2 separate regions of the Gossypium arboreum genome follow, and region 2 is linked to region 1. A link is a contact called in public Hi-C data. All regions are on one chromosome and are shown on one strand. The core of a region is the stretch at or near the end of the contact, and the rest is flanking DNA. Distances in the headings are between cores, read along the strand shown.

Evidence for each region. A called contact is a pair of places that touch in the nucleus more often than the background predicts.
Region 2: a contact with region 1 is called in a Hi-C map of leaf, with 2.5 times the contacts expected there. The contact joins the enhancer-like site here to the promoter of LOC108483955 in region 1. A contact is called at or near these places in 2 of 5 Hi-C or Micro-C datasets (both in leaf).

What each region holds. Positions count from the first base shown.
Region 1 is chr6:133,079,715-133,082,469 of ASM2569848v2, forward strand. It overlaps LOC108483955, which reads right to left and starts at 1,315. Exons shown (of 5, transcript XM_017787522.2): 1 at 686-1,315; 2 at 455-587; 3 at 229-343; 4 at 25-139. The coding sequence starts at 555.
Region 2 is chr6:133,162,267-133,165,296 of ASM2569848v2, forward strand. It overlaps LOC108486225 (topless-related protein 4-like), which reads right to left. Exons shown (of 26, transcript XM_017790145.2): 22 at 2,981-3,030; 23 at 2,800-2,895; 24 at 2,213-2,401; 25 at 1,766-1,932; 26 at 883-1,639. The coding sequence ends at 1,441. Among protein-coding and RNA genes, the nearest start is that of LOC128293960, 3.4 kb to the left of the region's middle. Within about 2 kb of position 1,380, at least 2 of the 2 cell types and tissues checked have an H3K27ac peak or open chromatin away from gene starts, as enhancers often do. A contact at or near this core is called in leaf, where this site is marked.

The DNA of each region.
Region 1 (2,755 bases), core at 65-2,564:
AACATGAAAAGAAATCTACAGTACCTTCAACACAAGGTGGCAAAAGCTCTCCTGTTTCAGTGCTCTCATCTCGACGGATAATCGTGTTGATGGCATCATTAACACGGTCCCATAAGGTTTCCGGGTTGGTGTATTCAGCCTAAAAACCCAATACGAGGGGGAAAAAATTGAGTCCAAAGAAGTAGATACAAAATAAAAAGATCCACAATTTTGAAAGAAGAAAAGAACCTCAGAATTGGCTTTGGAATACATAATCTCCTCGGCTTTGACGATGACAGTAATAATTTTATCTTGCCATTCCTTATTCTTTTTAGTAGCTGTGCTATGAGTTTCAATAGCTAGCCTAAAATCAAACACATGGTGGGCAAGGAATTAAACCCCCCTCCCCCCAAAAGGTAGAAATAATGCTGCTTAAAATGTAACAAAATTAAGGAAAACAAAGAAGACCCAGAACCTTAAAATCTGCTGAATGATGGAACCTCTCATGGGTTGGTGTCTTTCGCTATGCCAAGCTCTTCTTACACACTCGTAAGGTCTAGGGCCTGGTCTCGGCATCTTTGATCTTTCTTCTCAATGGAAGACAAAATCTAGAGACAGAGGAGGAAAGAAGGAAAGGGAAGAGATATTTGAGGCTAACCGAGAGGAAAGTAGGTAAATAAAAGGAGTGAGACGGTAGTGTTATTACATGGGGTTTGATGGAGATTAGTCAATTTGTTTATGATATCTTTTGGCGTTTCTTCTTTTTTCTTGAATTCCCAGTCTGCAAACCAAGAGAGAGATCAGAGATGGATGGGGCTTTTCCTTTCTTTTTTTCTCTTTCTTTTGGGTAGGGAGCAGTACAACATCCAACAGGAGTGAAAGAAATGGCTCATGCCTTTGTTTATGCCCCCCAATAATTTAACACTTAACCATTGTTTTCACTTTACAGTCAGATTTTTGGTCATTTTTATTGATAATAATATGGGTTTTGGGGGTTGGGAATCCAAATCAGACAAAATAACAAAAGTATTCAAGTCACCATTAAAATCTCCCTGGCAATTGCCTGCCTTTGCCCCTATCTTCAACCCCCCTCGCCTGCCTATGCTATTAGTATTGGCACATTAACTCCTTAATCTCTGCTCTGCTTGTATTAACAAGAGAGTTGTTATACCACCACCAATGACAATACAGGCATAACAGAAAGCTACCTGATATACATACTCCACCCGCTATAGATTGGGAGATCACTAGAAGTCTTACTTCCCGATTTAGTCATCCAAGTAGGCAGAAAGTAGTTATTTAAGGAGGCTAATTACCTACCTCAAAATGTAGCCACCACCTTCTCCTCCACATTTGGACTTCTATTAAGAGCATGATCTTTTTAGTCACTAAATTTATGGGAGTTTAACTGCTCCGTACATTAAACAAAAAGGACTGACATAGCACGTTTCATCACAAATATTTTTGTCACATTGAAGACATTAGCTCTAGCTCTATGTTTCTCATAATAGTGATCTGATTGCGAATTCATCATGTTAATGTTACCCAACATAGGACCTCGCCGATAACTAGCCCCCAAGATGATGATGATGAAGAGATCAACTCTCCATCACACTTGCCTACACTTTGTCAATTTATTCCCAACATTCACTTCCACCGTCTTCACTTTTCTACTCTCCGACTCTTTGCCTTGACAGAGCAAACTAGCCTCCATTAGCACCACCACATCCTCTTCCATCTCTCCTTATTGATCCCACACATCAACAAGAGTATTAATTCCATAATAAATTCTATTAATATTTAATTTCACTCCGAACAAGATAAACTAAATGTAATTACACATCAAATAAAAATAAAATATTTTAATATTAAAGTACATCAAATGTCACATCAAATGCTTTCAATAAATAGATAAGATATATTAATTATTTTTACATCATAGTTTGTGTTGATTTATAATCATATATTTAAATGATGAAGAAATTATTAACTTATGTGTATATATATATATATATATATATATATGTCATTTTCTATTACTTTGAATTGCTACATGGTTTTGTTTTCATTTGCATTAATTAAATTCTCATAAAAATGCTGATAGTATTGGCTTTCAACTTTAGATGTCATTGACTATTGGATCCACCATATATTTAATTGTAATTGAGATTATCTGTCGAGATTTTAAGGTTTGAAGATGAATATTTATGTAAGAGTTAATGAGGGGATAAGGGGGTAGATGAGATGGATGGACAGGCATTGTTGGGTCCAATATAAGTAAACATTGAATCAAAGCCTAACAAATGGTTTGAAGTAGAAGAGAGGGTTAATGAGGGCAGTGAAATGGGGGGAGGTAAAATTCACCATTTATTTATTAGTGAGAAGGGCCTAACATTACAATGCTTTTTATCATATGTCACTGACATTTTGGTAACCCCACTAAATAGCAGTTATGTCTACTTTCCACTATTTGGAATTGCTGTGCAAAAGTGATACACTACTTCCCCCTGGACAAAAAACCCTTTGTTTTTGCTTCCTCTTTATCAATTATCAATACTCTCTCCATCAACCCAAACCCCTCCCTAGTGTCCAGAATAACATAACCAAATTTATTACAATCAAATCTAATTTTCTTTTTATTTTAATTTACAATTAATTTATATTAACAAGTTTTAGGTTAACAATAAAACTCATTATACTCCTAAAGAGAAAATATGAGTTCAAATTTTAAAATAATATTATTAAAAGAATAAATAACGTGAATATTTCATATTTA
Region 2 (3,030 bases), core at 130-2,629, 83 kb after region 1:
TAAATGGGAGAAGGTTCTTAAACAAGACCTACGGCCTCTATCAATTATCACTGTGTGATAACATAATAATACTTTGAGCCAGTTAACTTTAGTCGAACCCTATGGTTAGTATTATCACGTGGGCTCAATAGAGAGATTTTTTTTATGAATACAACTAATCATATATTGAGATTATCGCACATTAACTAATAAAAAATATATATTTATAATAGATGTTACATTGATGGTTATATATTTAAGATTATTCTAGTTAACTAACTTTTTTATGAAATTTTTATTTTTATTTTTTAACAATTCTTCAGTCTGCTTTTATCTTTAATTTTGTAAATATAAATTTCTTCATATTTTAATATTTAACATTTTAATCTTTTAAAATTTATAATTTTTATAATAAGTATTTGTTTGAACCATCCAATTCAACCGACTAAGAGATTGAAAGTCAAACTGATTCCACCTTCTATCTGTTTCTTATAAAAATATAAGAATAAATTGTTAAGGCTTAAAATTGTAAATTTGATTTTACTTTAAAAAAATATTATATTTGAATAAATTATATTTTATTATATTTAAATTAAACTATTCAAATTAATAAAATTAAAATCACAAAACAAACATTTTAAGAAATAAAATTACATTAGCCTATATTTGGATTGACTTTATAATATAAACTAGGAAAGTAAGGAAAAATAAATATCGTTCAATTTATTAAGAAAGTAAAAGAAAACAAATTTTAAATATGCGTTTTTTTTAAATAATTTTAATTTTTCCTTCTTTTCCACTATTTATTTTACATATGATTTACTTTATTTGACTTTTTAACTTTTACTTTAATTTACTTTCAATCCATAGTATTAATAAATCAGAAATGAAAACACACTTAAAGGAAATACCAACTCAACTCAACTACTTTATAAACATTCTATAATTCACCTTATTTGTTTGTGTCGTCTTTATATCATTTTTTTTCCGTATCATATTTCGTGTCACATCCAAATATTACACGGTACGGACAAATAATAGCCGTTAAAACAATTTCTTAATTTAAAAAAAAAAAAAACCCGAAGCATAAGCAAAAAAATAAACATAATTAATATAGTTTCTAGAAGGCTAAATAATAATGGGAAACCCGCCAGGATTCCTAGTTATAAACCAACAGAAATTTTTTGTCTGATTTCGCTTCTTTTTTTAAGTCTATAGTCAGACAGACCCACCTTCTCTAAGCCAACATCTCCTAAATTTACACCAAAATCCCTGAAATCAACACTATATGCCTTGGCTGCAAAAAGGATGTCATGCGATTCATACCAATCCATTATACTTCTGAAGCTTCCCCTTGAGAATTTCTTTTTAACATGACACCAGGGAGCATATGATAAAAATGCATGCTAGAGATGGATGCTTTGGTTATATCCTTTCTATCAATACCTGCACGTGTGCTGGTCACCGCTGGGGAGGTTCTGAACCAGTTACACCTGATGTGGTACTTGGTCCAGCACCATTTTCAGCTGGAGGAGAGGTGCCCCATTTTCCTTCCGACTCCAATGGCTCAACAATTTGGACTCCACCATCTGTTAATCCCAAAGCAAATTGATTTGGGTCGGATGGGTGTGCCGCAATGACAAGTGGAAAAACTCTCAAGCTGCTCAAGGTGCATTGTTAGAAACTTCCACCACAAAACGTATTGGATTGAATCAAGATATGATAATTAACTATAAACTCAAATTGTGTTTATGACTGTTTTAATAAATAGAAAGAGAAAAAGCACCTTGGATTTGGAGGTAAATATGCTGCGGGACTAATTCGACATCTCAATCTGAGTGTTGAAGCAGTAAGCACACCAACACTTCCATCTTCAAAACTCACATATATCGATTGGCTGTCACAGGAGTATGTTGCATGAGTAATTGGACCGCTGGCTTCTCGAGGGACCCACTGTTTGAGAAAACAATTCCAAAACAATATTAATAACCTCAAAATTAACCCCCCCCCCCAAAAAAAAAATAAAAAAAAGGTTCTATTGACAAATAGCAGACTGTACTAGCAGCAAAACGATTTCTAAAAGGTCGAATTTGGCATTGCCAGCCCACTCCTAAATACATGCATGAAAATATTCTAAATGCAATTACCTCCTGAAGTGCACTTGATTTAAACATAGATTGTAAGCAATAAAAATCTAGAAAATATATATTATACAGCAAATAAGCTCAGACACCTGCTTTAGGCATTCTAGTTTTGGTGCTTCAAATATTGCTATCTGTGTTTCATGAACTGCCAGCAAATGTATCTGATCTAGGTGAAACTGAACACGAGTCTCCGCATGAGGAGATGCTGCCCGGCCATTTGGGATTTGCAAGAACTTACTAGCTTGCTTCTCCCATCCATCTGTGCTCCATACACAGAGCTGTAGAGAAAAACAAACGTGGAATAATTAGCAGACAAACGGAGAGTTAACTCCATAAAAAGTACTAAAATCATTTTTATAAGACATCCTATTCATGGTAAGTCCTATGAAGTTCTGTGTAGTGTTTAATATGATAAAACTACCAACAAAATAAGTAGGAAAGACCTTATATAAGCATAATAAATTAATATGTTTTCACAACCATAAATTCAATGGAATCATTCCCTACCCAAGCTTTCCCTATGGTCCTTAACAAGATTAACCCGATCTAAGCCAATGACTCTAAACTTCAGCTTAACCATATCTCAAAGTATCAATTATTCTAGCTTTCTCAATGTGGATTGTTGAACTGCTTTAGGATACAACAAGCATGTGGGAAAGAAGCTAATATTTTGTACCTGACTGTCGGCTCCCGAAGATACAAGCACGTTCAGAGTATGAGAGAAGGCAAGACCTGTTATTCTTTTCTGATGACCTTTTAACTTTGTTTTCACCTGTTAAAAATAGAGCACGTAGTTAATTAAATAATTTCCACTTACGTATCAACAACCATCGAAGTTTTAAGTCAATTAAAAGGACCTCATCCACCCGAACATTGTAAATTTGGATCGATGAATCATCCATGCCTA